Linked DNA regions of Rattus norvegicus: region 2 is linked to region 1. Evidence: chromatin contacts called from public Hi-C data. All regions are on one chromosome and are shown on one strand. The core of a region is the stretch at or near the end of the contact, and the rest is flanking DNA. Distances in the headings are between cores, read along the strand shown. Region 1 holds the start of Rbpj (recombination signal binding protein for immunoglobulin kappa J region). Region 2 has its middle 84 kb from the start of Smim20.

What was found. Hi-C and Micro-C count contacts between places; a contact is called where the count stands out from the background.
Region 2: a contact with region 1 is called in a Hi-C map of the A7r5 cell line, with 7 times the contacts expected there. The contact joins the enhancer-like site here to the promoter of Rbpj in region 1. A contact is called at or near these places in 9 of 12 Hi-C or Micro-C datasets (the A7r5 cell line, the Rat2 cell line, Schwann cells and 6 more) and 1 of 1 datasets of contacts at active chromatin or transcription factors (oligodendrocytes).

Annotation. Positions count from the first base shown.
Region 1 is chr14:61,612,164-61,618,726 of GRCr8, reverse strand. It overlaps Rbpj (recombination signal binding protein for immunoglobulin kappa J region), which reads left to right and starts at 3,467. Exons shown (of 11, transcript NM_001414973.1): 1 at 3,467-3,662. The coding sequence starts at 3,643.
Region 2 is chr14:61,847,703-61,854,721 of GRCr8, reverse strand. No RefSeq gene overlaps it. Among named protein-coding and RNA genes, the nearest start is that of Smim20, 84 kb to the left of the region's middle. Within about 2 kb of position 3,156, at least 11 of the 93 cell types and tissues checked have an H3K27ac peak or open chromatin away from gene starts, as enhancers often do. A contact at or near this core is called in the A7r5 cell line, where this site is marked.

The DNA.
Region 1 (6,563 bases), core at 2,218-4,717:
ATTGTCCATTAAAAGAATTTTTTCTCTCCTGAGGGACTCACATGAAGAGCAGAAAAACTCTTAAAAGTAGAGCCCCATTTACTGGTCTAATTCTAAATGGGCTCCCCTTCCACCACCACCACCACCACTTTCAAATATTCTTCCTTTCATCCTTTAAAATCATCTCTACTCTGCCCTGAGAGATTACCTATCTCCCCTCCATTCTTCCTGCAAATGACTACCTACCTCACCTCAGATGATGTTCCAGGAGACTGAGGCTTGAAGACAGAGAAACAAAGCATGAAAGAAAGCATTCGAATCACTGTTAGGAAGGATGGCCAGAAATTGGCCAGGGTCTGACATTTCCCTAAAGACTTAAAGAGTCTTCCTTCCTCCTATATGTGTGAGGGGAGAGCACTGTTGTTCAAGGAAACAACACAGGCTTGGAGTTTCGAGTGCCTACTCTGCCCCCTGAGCTTCAAGAAGGGCAGCAGGCTAGAATTGCAAGTAAAGGAAGGGGAGGGACAGCGTGGGAATCAATCAGTCAGGAGAGTTAGGCAGCTAGCACAATCTTGGAGCTCAAAGTAGTAACGTGAGAAGTAGTTGAATTTTCAAGAACTTGGGCCCAGTGGCATATAATCAGGGCATCAAATCTGACAACCAAAGATTGATCCCTGGAACCCACATAGTAGGTGAGAATAAACTTAGCAAGTTGTTCTTTGACCTCCACGTGTGCTGTGGCCTGTGCATACCCACACATATAAAAAAAGACAAGGTAACTTGATCTTTTAAAAAGAATGAACCTGGCTCTCGTTCTGCCTCTGGTTTCCAATCTTCTAGTGTATGTGAACCTCTTCTGTTTGCACATACTTTTATTATTGTGACACCATCTGTTGAGGAGGACTTGCGGCAGTCAAACAGATGTTAGCATCATTTGCTCCTGCACCCTCCAAAGCTGGGAGCAATATTAGCTTCCTTTCTTTACATATTACTGATTAGAAAACAGACTAGTAGATCTGACTAGCATGATTTTCCTTGGTGGAATCCAGGATGTGCGATATAAAAAGGCAAAAGTAATTCCAAGGTCCCCTTCTGTGAGAGCAAAGGAATTGGCTTTATTGAGAAAACACTGTAGGTGGAGCTGATGAGTTGAGATTAGTTTTATGACTAACAAGGCTTTCCAAGGTCTCATGGCCGTCGGTCCAACATTAGTGTCACAGACCACACTAGGTTTTAAATTCATTGGGATGACCATGGCTCTGAGGAAATGTTTAAAGGCACTTTACTTCTGCAGCACTTTCTTGTTCTGGGTGAGACTTGTTTTGACATAGCATATTAAATGGCCATACGTCTTTTTTAAAACGTCAAGTAAATAATCAAAGTAACAGGCAAACGCATATTGCATACCCTTATAAACCTTTATAAAGCAAAGCTTGATTTCAACCAGGAGACATTAGCTACTAGAGGGTTCACTGTCCTTTAAATGTCAAAGTTCAATCTTTATTTGTGGGTGCATGATGACAGCAAGATACTAGTCCTGCACAGCACCACACCAGTCTGAAAAGTGGCGGACTGAAGAAAGTTCTGACACCTCTTGAGCAAGTAAATAATTCAAGAAGGGTGCGTGGAGAACAGCAGCCACTAACGTATCTGATGAAACAGTACCTAAAATGGGATGCTTACTACAAAAGTATAGAAAGAGGAAGGAAACAAAACTGGCACTTTAAGTCATATGGGGGAGAGAGGAGACAGAAACTGGTATCTATGTAGGACAGACTAAGGGGTAGATATTTAAATCGTGTCCTCGTACCACAATACAAACGTGTGAGATCGTCAAGCTCAGCTTTCCCGGAGCCTTGCCCGGCTCACAAAGCCATCGAAGACACTATAAAGAAAAAACCACCCATTGCTAGCACAGTTAAGGGAATCCAAACTTGTTGTAAAGCAAGTGAAGTGGAGGCCAGACTAGGTGACTCAGATGTATGACTCAAAGCCGACACGGGGCTGTCTGTCAGCTCCCGGAGGCGGGGGGCACCGCGTCTGTCACATTTCAGGAAAGTACCAGGCTCCGGAGGGCGACAGGAAGCTTCCCTGGCGCGTGCGTGAGTGTGCCAGGACGGCCTCCGCCAGCCGCTCCCCGCCACACGCCCACCGCCCCGCCTTGCGGGCCAGCCCGACCCTGCCTTTCGCGCCCCGGCACGCGCGCCGGGAGCCGCACGAGACGAACACCTGTCGGGGCCCCGCTCCGCGAGATTTAGGGCGCACGACCAGCCGCCCGCGGGTGGGTAGGAGAGCGCATTCTCGCGAGGTTTAGGAAATTTCCCACGGCCCGTGTTGTGTCTGAGCCGAGCGGTGGAAGGAGGTGTAGCGTGAGACTCGGCTGCCCGCATTGCGCACATGCGCAGTGGCGCGAGCGCGCCGCGCCAATCCTGCGGCGCTTCGGAGAGGGTTTCGGGCGGTCTAGTCCAGTTTTCCGGGTTTTGTGGCTCCCTGCGGGAGGCAGTACAAGAGCTGGGAATCTCTTGGAAAGCAAAGGGCCGGGAGGGGGAGCAGGGAGGATCGCAGGTAGGGGAGGGGAGGGGCTGGGCTCTCGGCCTCCACCTGCCTAGGAGGTGTTCCAGGCAAGCAGCGGGCGACAGGGTCAGACCACCTCCGGAGGAGCTGCTTCTAGGCGGTCACCTACACGCCTGCACCTACACCTCCATCCTGCAAGCTGGCTGTTGCCTTGAGTTCCTAGGCAGCCGGAGCTCGGCGGGTAGCTCGCTCCCAAGTGCCTAGGCTTGAAGTGTGGCTCGTAGTGGTGGCTCTGGGGAGAATCATTCGGGGCTCTGGCGTGTGGGTGCAAGGTGGACATCTGGGGGGCGCCTTTGTCAGAGGCTGACCTCGGGATGACCTCGTCTCCCATCGGGGAGAAGCGGCGACAGCCACAGAGCTTTTAGCTCCCAAAGCTTTTCGCCTGCAGAGCTCTGGAAAGGGTCAGGCCACGCGGCAGTCATGCCTATCTCACCACGTGTGCGGGTAGTGCAGGAGCAAATGAATGAAGACGGTCGCTGGCAGGTCACGGGGACCGGACAGAGATCCGGTCCTCACCGCTCCGGCACCTGATACGGAGATTAGAATAAGGGAGGTGTCCAGTGAGCGTCCGAATGAATGAAAAGGGCTGGGAACCCGCTGCGAGCGGGAAGCCACTTGGAATACACCCACTTGAGGAGGTGTCTCATCTAGGCCTGTGAAACGCTCACATTTTCCCAGGACCCCTCCTCCCGGCCCTTGGGCCCCGCCTCCTGACCCCTCTAGTCTTGGTCCCCGTAGTAATGCCCTCCGGTTTTCCTCAGTCTCCACGTACGTCCCCGAGGGCGCGTCCCAAAACCCGGATAACCGGAGCGCTCCCCATGGACTACACGAAGGGCTCGTCCGCGGAGGAGCGGCCTGCGCATGCTCCATCGTCGGGGTAGGTTTCCAGGGAAGGCAGTGAACAGGATCCCTTAGTCCGCGGGCGGCGCGAGGTGGCTGGCTCCTGGCGGCGGCGGAGCAGGGAAAGACGGCGCGGGGGCCGGGTGGCAGCGATCAGCGAGGCCGAGGGAAGGGGCGGGGGAGAGGAGCAGGGAAAGGCGGCGGGGGGAATCTCGCGAGGGTTGGAGTTTTGGCGAGAGTTTGTGGAAGATGGCGCCTGTTGTGACAGGGTAAGTCTGAGGGGGCAGCGAGTGCTGGGAACCGGGAAAGTTGCGGGCGTCTGACTGCCTGCGGTAGGCAGCGGGCCGAGGCTGCGCGGCGCGCCTGGGCTCGGGAGGCGGCGCGGGCGGCGACGCGGCCGCGCGGGGTGGTGCGGGACTCTTGGTGCGCCGCGGTGGAGCGGGCTCCGGCGCGTGAGGGCGGGCGGTGACGAGGCCGGCGGCTGCGGGCGGAGTGCGGCCGGCGCGCGGGGCCGTGGGCACCGTGCCCGCCGCGCGCCTCCTTGGCCGGCCTGGCCGGGATCCCAGCGCAGCTTTGTTCCCTGTGGCCCGCGTCGCCTGTCCGCCCAGCCGCTGCCCTGGGCGCCCGAGCGCTTTGTCTCTGCGCGCTGCCCCCCGCGACTCTGCCCCCGGCCCTTTGTTTCGCCGCCTTAGGCGATATGTGGGAGCTGCTGCGCGCCCCGCATCCCGTCTGCACCTCCACTCCACTGTCCTTCCTCCCGTGCCCCTTTGTTGTATCCCTCTCCTCAGTAGCCGGGTGACCTGCCACAGCCCTGGCACCAGGTTCCTGCCTTTCTTTCTTCCATTGTCTTTTCTCGTGTGTATCCCCTCTCACCTTTTTCTCTTTGGTCCTTAGTCACCCCCCAGAGGCTTTGTCTCCCCCATGTAGTGTCTCATTCTCTTAGCTCCCCTTCCCCTCGCGTCACTGCTTGCTTGATTTATCCACTGCCCACTGTGTCTGTCTGTTGAACTGTCTCAGCCCGGGGGACTCCATCTGGTGCTTCTAAGTGCACACAGACTCTACGGTTTGCTTTTGTTGTTTGAGTCTGGGAGATGCTTGGGGATACTTAAGTTTGCTCCTCCGCGTCCCTGCTCCCCCCCCCCCCCCCCGCACCTCTTTTTCTCGGGATCACACCCCTACCCACCCCCGTCCGCCTTTCTCTTGGGATTAAAACGATCCCACTTTTCTTTGCCATCTTTCTGGGCCCGTGATTGTTTTGCTTGGTAACAGTAGCGCTGGAAAAGGATCTAGATTTCTTGATGGCTATTGCTCTCCCATCACTGGCTTCTGACGGCCCAGGCCAAGAGCATCCGCTGTAGCGTTTCACCTGGGTTACCTGAGGGTTGATGGGAGGGTATATTTTAAAACTGTTATAAGTAGGCTCAAAGGTACTTTTTTTCTTGTTGGTGTTGGAGAATAGTTCCAGATATTCTCCAGTGGATATGCGTTTGATGTGAATAGGTGAGTGAATTTTGATGTTGAAAATTTGTGAATGTTGGGATGGAGAAGTTACCTTTTTCCTGGAATCTGTATCTACAGTTTTAATTGATTTTTCTACTCCTGCTTTTTGGGAGGAGACATCTGGTTTGGGAATTTGATCACTGGCTTGCTTCATCATAATTTAAATGAGTTTACCATTTATGATTGTTTGAATTTGCAGTTTGAGTATGTAGTTTGTGCTTTTTACATCTGTGGATGTGTGACAACTCCTAGTCCGACGTTGGGAATCAGGTGTCAAAGACCAGAACACAGTTTTGGTTTGAAGAATACTGCTCTGAGAATCTTTGTGGAATGCATTAATTACAGGAGGCCAAAGACTGGTAGCTTTTAGTTTGGTTATCTTAAAGGTACTTCCTTATGTTACAGGGGCATTAAGTTGTTTTTGGCTTCTTGTTATGGTAATGTTAAAAGCTTGGGTGATGGGCTGGGCGTGTGGTGTAAGGTACTGTATACTAATAGCCTGAATTTTTGTATCAGGGTTGTTGTTAATACTGAATGTATTGTTGAGAAAATTCTTTTCTACTAGTTGACCACTACTTTCAGAAGATAAATTACCCATAAAATTATATGCAGCTTCATAAAGTTGTACACAAAGGACTGCTGATGAGGACATAGATGAAGTCTAAGGACTATTGGCATGTTGGGAAGGTTTTAAAAAACGTAGTTATTAAAATTAATAGTGTAATCAGTTTAAACCACATTTTGTGAACAATACATAAAGTTGTGAGAATTTGCATTTGTCTCATACTTAGCGCAGAACTGGAGGTTAAAAGTGGGCACTCAGTGGTTCTGGTAGTGAGCACAGTGCAAATGCTGTATAATAATAATAATGCAGTGTAGTTTGTGATTTGTGCACTTAAGAATGATTGCAAAGACACCATAAAGCTAGCTTTACGACTTGAGTTGTGTTGTTTCTATGCATGTGAGACTTTTATTTATAGTTTTATCTTAGCCAGAAGGCTGAGGAGTGTAAGAATTTTCATGAAATAAAAACGGTGCCTTAACTTAGCAGGATATTTGGACATATAAATGAACGGTGGCTGGGAAACTTTCTAAGTATTTGACTATTTCAGCTTTAAACTTATTACTCCAACATGTTTGTAAGGAATCGGTCTATTACATACTTCTCGGCACTCCATTTTAAACAGTTAAGTCCATGTAAAAGTTACTTCTACTGTCTCTTAAATGGGTGAAATAAAAAAGTAAAAAGCAGCTGTTGCCGGGTGTGATTCATTAGATAATCTTTGGCATTAAGGCTGAGTTCGGCATTAGAAAAAAATGTGTTTTAAAGGTCTTAAATGTTTTAATTCTGAGGTTCACTCAGTTTTTAGAAATAAGACTTGGCTTGAAAGCAAGCACTAGTTTGCATTTTGCAGCTTCCTAATACTAAATTCATGTTATTTCAGCTAGGGGCAGTATTTTCTCATGGACTGACTAAAAATTGTTATTTTTGGCGTTTGGCTTTGTGATTATTTCCAAGATGCTCTCTTTCCTCTGCCCGTTTGCTAACTGCAGAATGGGGATGGAGTAGCTTGCTGCATCTGTAGAGGTGCCCCCTAGGGTTTGCAGAGCCCCCTTGGATGAACTGTGTGGGGAACGAGCTGATGTGAAGTAGGTCATATTTTATAGGA
Region 2 (7,019 bases), core at 1,907-4,406, 240 kb before region 1:
GTTAAGCGGGTAGAGTACTTGCAGACAGGGGGAGTAAGGAGGGGGGGGGGAGGGTGTGGTGACCTGCAGCTGTAATCCTACACAGTAGGAGGTGGAGACAGGATAATCAGACAGCAAGGTCACTCAGCCTCTTAGCCAGTTTGAGACCAGCCCAGAATACCCGAGATCCGACTCCAAAAAACAAAGCATCCCCACAAAGCCAAAACAAACCCCTCCCATACAAATCCCACAAACAGATACCCCAAATGATCCAACAAGAAGATCTTAAAAAGAAGCACTAGTGGGGGTCACTCTTCTGACAACTGAAGGAGTAATCTGTAGGCAGGAAATCTAGTTAAAGAGCAAGCGAGAAGCTTAGTTAGGAGAGGCGAGAAGCTTAGTTAGGAGAGGCGAGATCCTGACAGGCAGCAGTGGAGCAGTGGAGCTGCCCGCAGGACCTGGGCCCCACTGGGCTTTGGTGTCTACACAGGTCGAGCAAACTCTGCCTCTCTTTTATTTTTCTGTTTCAATTGGATTGATTTGTTAATTTGTTCTCTGTCTCTTTTTGTTTCTGTTTGTCTCTCTGTGTCTATGTCTGTGCTTCCCCCCGCCCCGTGTGTGTGTGTGTGTGTGTGTGTGTGTGTGTGTGTGTGTGTGTGAGCATGCATGTGTAAAGTATTTTAAGTACCACTTTCCTTCCACGATGTGGATTCAAGGGACCAGAGTCTGAGCAAGAGACTGACATCTGCTAGAGAAGTGGGGTGAGCACAGGAAATGGCTCACAACAGTGTGGCAAACCCTGATATCCAGCAGGGACAAGCTACACACAGCTAATAGTGGTCCAAAACCATGAAGAAATAAACCATGGTTGGTTTTATATCCATGTCTCCTAGAGCATGAATTGCCCTTGAGGCAGCGTTTACCCTTCCTGTTAGCTGCACCATTTTCAGATTGATAGGCACAGGGTCATAGTGCCAAGGTTCCAGCAACTGTCACTTTACTTGATCTCAGCCTCAGAGAACGAGAGCAGATTGTGGTGTGTTGGGCCGTGCCAAGGAGAAGCCACACAGGGTTTTCTCTAAGTAGAGAGACACTAGCCCATGCTCACAAAATGTTTATCAGAACATGCAACAATTGTCTTAGTTTGTTATGAGTTAACTTGTTAATTCTTTTTGGGAATAACTTAATAATAATAACTATTGTTATTATATTGATATATTATTATCATTATTATTTTGTTTCCAGTCAAGGTTTCAGGTACCTCAGGCTGGCCTCAAACTGTGCAGCAGGGGAAAATGACCTTGGGCTTCTGATCCTGCTGCCTCTGTCTCCTGAGTGGTTACAAGCATGTGTTGATACACTCGGTCTTATGCTAGGGATGAGCCCAGGGCTAGATGGAGTCTACCAACTGAGCTAGTCTCGGCTACCTCAGCCTTCTTTATAAGCCAAAGCTTATTCATACTAAGAAAGAGCACTGCCAGACCTTAGGGCCCAGCAGATCTGCAGGTGCTCTCAGGCAAAGGGCACCACGACACCAGCCGATAGTCCCTGCCTTCCGGAGCCCACAGAGACACCCCGTGTGCCAAACTCCACTCTTGGCAAGTGCAAGTTGGTGGCAAAAGACAGATTACATGAAGACACGAAGAATGTGAACTAAAAGAAAGGAGACACGTTTAATAGATTCCACTCCCCTCCTCACTGCCTCCCAACTCCCCCTCCCCAAATACTGGGGATTGCCTTGATCAAGTTTGCAAGGGCAATATCCTTTTTCTGATTTTTATTTTTACTCTCAGGAGATAGAGTCTCACTAAATTGTTAAGACTGTTCTCGACTTCCAAATCCTCCTGCCTAGGCTGGGCTTACAGGCCTGCTCCACGGCCACCAGCCTGCGCTGACCCGGGTAATTTTAATGGGAATGTTCACAGTGGGAGAGTTCACCCCATTGTGAGTGCAGACAGCTGGTTTGGAACCGGCTGAGCGTCTCAGGAGTGAGGAGCAGCTGCCGGCATCTCCCAGGAGGGGGCAGCAACGCCACGTGCAAACAGGACCACTACTTCTCTAGGCAGGAGGGTCCCAGAAGAGGATGGGGTTGGGGAAGTCCTGTCTGTGGCCTCAGCACCTCTCACTCGATCTGCTAGCACCCTTCTTCCTGAAACTGCTATCTTCCATGAAGGCCTCCCGGCCTGGGCATCACCTCAGCAGTCTTCTTTCTGCATCTCTCCTATCCCCACTCCTGCTCAGAACTAGCCTCTGTGGCCCACCCACCCCTGCTCCACCTCTTCTCCACGTGGCTCCTCGTTCTGTCTGGTCTGCGTCGTTGCCAGGAAGCCCAGCTGCACGTAAATCTGATCCTTTCTCACAGGCGGGAGTGTATCCCCCTGGACTACAGGAATCCAGCTTATCTCTGTCCGGGCGGTCCCCAGAGCTCCAGGGAAGCTAGGCTGGGCAGATAGAGACACAAAGGATCCATGGGAGTCTTTTGCTTAGTTAACCTGGCCTCTTCAGAGCAGTTAAATGCTGAGGTGGTGTTTGGTTAAACCTTGGTTGTTTGGGAAACTCTCCCAACAAAGGGACCTTCCACCCTTGTAGCACCCCCCCGCCCCCCGCAGTGCGTTATTTGATTCCAGGATAGGTGTTAACTGAGTTGGGCGGGGGAGGGGGGCACAGGACACCTATGTTAAAGAGTTAAAGGTTAGGATTTAATGATTATGGAGAGTTGGAATGATGTAGTTCCGGGCTCCTCTTGGTTATCTTTAGTGCCATTAGCAGTCACTTATCTCATCTATCTCCCCTAACATCCTTCCTCCTATCTGGTGAATCCTCCTGGAATGCAGGAACCAGAGCTTAACCTTCACCAACCCTCAAACTAAGAATGCTATCTCATAGTACCTGAGAGTCTAATCCTGTCCCTTGCTTTGTAACTATAAAGTTCTCAAAACTGTTTCCACATCGGAACATGATATTTCAGGACAAGGGGAACCTGTGTTCCCGGTCTATAGTCACTCATATCATGTAAGAATCAATTATCTTATTTCCTTTGAAGTGGGAGGGACACTTTGTATAGACAGGAAGATGTCTGCGTTTTGCTCAGGTTACAAATCTCCTCTTGGCATCGAAGTCTTCAAGTCAGGGAGATGTTTTGTGAGCCAGCTATCCTCTCTTGGTGACTCAGCTTTCACTGGGCCGTAGCTCTAAAAACTCTTCTATGTATGTGCACTGGCTATGCTGGCTGAGAAGTTCACCTTTTAAGTCAGTCCAGAGATTGCCTGGCCTCACAATAGCAAGCCTGCGGTGGGCCTAGGGTCTCAGTTACCTGGGGAAGCTACCCTCCAGCGGCTCACTTCCAGGCTGACCCCTGGCTCCTGGTCTGTGGGTTACAGCTTCCTGCATTCTCCTGGAGCAATTTGTGAAAGACTTTTGCTCAGTTTCCAGAAGTCAGAAAAATACAGATTCCTAAGCCAGCAGCGATCAGGCTATACACTTCTCTTTTTTTCTTTGAGATTTCCAGACACGCAGGCAGGACAGACTTCTTGACTTCCTTTGTGACTGCCCATTACTGCCCCTGGCCTCTGGCATCCTCTTGGATGGCTTTGCCTGCCTGCCGTATGTAAGGAACACAGGTGAAAAGAGGAGGAAGAATTCGGAAAAATCCCGTCTCAAGTTCCCCTGAGGTTGGGGGGGGGTGTGGTTTCTGAATAACCCTATTTCAGATTTATTATTGCATGTGTGTGTGATTGGGTGGGTAAGTGCCGTGGTGTGGGTGTGGAGGTCAGAGGGCAGTTTGCAGGAGTCGGTTTTCTCCCTCCTCCATTCCTGTGGATCCTGAGACTAGAACTCAGCTATCAGGGTTGAGCCAACTTGTCAGCCCCACATAATCCCACTTAGAAACACAGGGGTGAGCATTATCCAGGACTCTCCCTTGAAATTCTCCCTGCAACCAATCAGAGAGCATGCGCACACGGATGGGATGCCCTCATCCCCCCCGCCCCCCAATCATTCTTCCCTACAGGCAGACAAGTATCTAGAAGTCCTGGGTTTGGGGTCTGGAAGAGAAAAACCCATCCTGCTTTCAAAGCCGGATTCCCCTTCCTTCACTTGCAGCTAAGAGCTCACTTCAGCTTTTGTCTCTTACTGCTCCGGTGGGCACCAGCTCTTAGTCCCATTCGCTCGTTTCCCAAAAGGGATATATCAACAGCTTTGTTCCTTAAAAATGCCAGCTGATGACTTGGGCGTCAGCCGCACAACACATGCAGGTCTATCCTACAGTCTCACATCCTTTTCCCAACCTTCAGGCAAACCCCCGCCACCAGCCCTGGCTCATGTGTACCACACCACCCCATGCTCTGTCACCTGCCCTTGCCCAGGCTCACAGCAGCCTCTTCTGAAGCCTTTCCAAAATCTACCAAGTTGTATGGGGACATCTCCCTGACTTGTCCCATTTTGGGTCCCTCAAGCCCTGCCTTGTATTTAGAGATAGATAAATACAATCTTCTCCCTCAACTGGGAACACTCACTCAGCTGTGTGTATGTAAAGGCTCCGTGGGGCCCTGGGCTAAGTTAAACGAATGTGATTATTGATGGGGAGAGATACAGTTAGAATTTAAAGGAAGCCTGAAGCATTGTCAGTTCCCACAAATGATTAGATTGCTTTGGCTTGAGTGCTCTCCTCTGTTAAACAATGAACCATGATATCTGTAGGGGATTTGCATCCATGGTATTCAGAGAATAACGAGGTTCTTACTGTGGAGTGAGTGAGTGTGTGTGTGTGTGTGTGTGTGTGTGTGTGTGTGTGTGGTGTTTGTGTGTGGTTATGTGTTTTGGTATGGAGTGTGTGGTATGTGTGATGTATGGTATGTACATGTAGTGGGGTGTGTGTGTGTGTGTGGTGTGTTGTGTGTGTTTGTGTTGTGTGGTATGTGTGGTGTGTGTGCCTGTGGTGTGTGTTATATGTGTATAGTGTGTTATGATGTATGTATGTGTTATGTGGTATGCGTGATGTGTGTGCCTGTGGTGTATGTATGTGTGTTGTATGTGTATAGTGTGTTGTGATGTATGTATGTGTTATGTGGTATGTGTGATGTGTGTGCCTGTGATGTATGTATGTGTGTTGTATGTGTATAGTGTGTTGTGATGTATGTATGTGTTATGTGGTATGTGTGATGTGTGTGCCTGTGGTGTGTGTGTGTATGTATGTTGTACGTGTATAGTGTGTTGTGATGTATGTATGTATTATGTGGTATGTGTGATGTGTGTGCCTGTGGTGTGTGTATGTGTGTTGTATGTGTATAGTGTGTTGTGATGTATGTATGTGTTATGTGGTATGTGTGATTATGTGCCTGTGGTGTGTGTGTGTATATGTGCATTGTATGTGTATAGTGTGTTGTGATATATGTATGTGTTATGTGGTATGTGTGATATATGTGCATGTGGTGTGTGTATGTGTGTTGTATGTGTATAGTGTGTTGTGATGTATGTATGTGTTATGTGGTATGCGTGATGTGTGTGCCTGTGGTGTGTGTATGTGTGTTATATGTGTATAGTGTGTTGTGATGTATGTATGTGTTATGTGGTATGTGTGATGTATGTGCCTGTGGTGTGTGTATGTGTGTTGTATGTGTATAGTGTGTTGTGATGTATGTGTGGTATTGTGTGGTGTATACATGTGGTGTTTGTGTCTGTGTCTGTATCTGTGTGTGTATGTGCATGGTATGTGCCTATGGTGTGTGGGGGTGTGGGGTGTGAGTGTATGGCGTGTGCCTGGGGGTATGTGGTGTGTACCAGTGGCATGTGGGGTGTCTATGTGTCTGGTATGGGATGTGTGTGTATGGTGTGTGCCTGTACAGTGTGTGTGTGTGTGTTGTTGTGTAGTGTGAACATGTGGTACAGTGTATGAGGTGTGTATGATGTGTGTGCCTGTGGTGTGTGTGGGGGGGTGGGGGTGGTGAGTGCCTGTGGCATGTGGTGTGTGTAGGTGTGTGTCTGGTATATGATGCGTGTGTGCATGGTGTATGTCTGTGATGTTTGTGATGTGTGTGTGGGGGTGGAGGGGGTGAGTGCCCGGGCATGTGGTGTGTGTAGGTGTGTGTCTGGTATATGATGCGTGTGTGCATGGTGTATGCCTGTGATGTTTGTGGCATGTGGGGGGGCACACACGCACATATGCACGTGTATGTGTGTTGGATAGGGTGACGACTACAGAGGAAGATGGAGTAGAGAACGGGCACCCTAGGTGAGAAGAAGCTGAAGGCCTATGAGGGAATCTTAAACACGCTCTTAGTTGAAGCGCACAGTAAGGAGTTTGTTGGTCCACCCTGTGAGCATTACTTAAGGCCTACTGTGCCATGCACGTGATTGTGTTTTCCTCCCTGTAAGAGGCCAAATGTCCCTTAGAAGGAGACAATCAATTGTCCCGATGTGGAAAGCATGGGTAGGAGAATGTACAGGCCACTGAGGGCCCCGAAGAGGGAGAGGGGTGGTAAGGACAGATCTTGCTGGTGTGGGATGAGGAAAGCCTTCCTGAGACGGGAGAGCAGGAGGGAGGATGGCTGGCATTTCTGAGCAAGAGGAGCAGCCTGGCGTGCCAAGCCTGGAAGCAGCACGGTAGCAGCTTTCATGAACTTTTTTGACTCACCTATGTGCCAACCCAGAGAGGTGGCCACAATTGATCGATAGCTCTGACCCGATCCATTATCTGGTTGATTTCCTTCCTCACCTCAGGTCCTTTTCCTGTCATAATCCCATCAACCTCCAGAGCCAGAGGCAGCTTCTTAAGTTATCTCTAGCAGGATAACCTTTGTCTCCAGCTAGTCCATTTCTAAGGAAGAATCATGCTTGAGGAGACACTCATCCCCTCAAGGAGTCACCTTGCCTGAAGGCCCCTGCACTCTGACCTGGCAGGGTCACAGGAGCTCTGCCTGGGGACAGTCAGAGAAACAGCTTTCACTGACTACAATGCTCAAGGCTGACTCAAGACAAGCACCTTTTCCCTGGCAGTGTGGGAAAGTTTCCAGGCTTGATCTGCTGTGGAAAGGGAGGCTGAG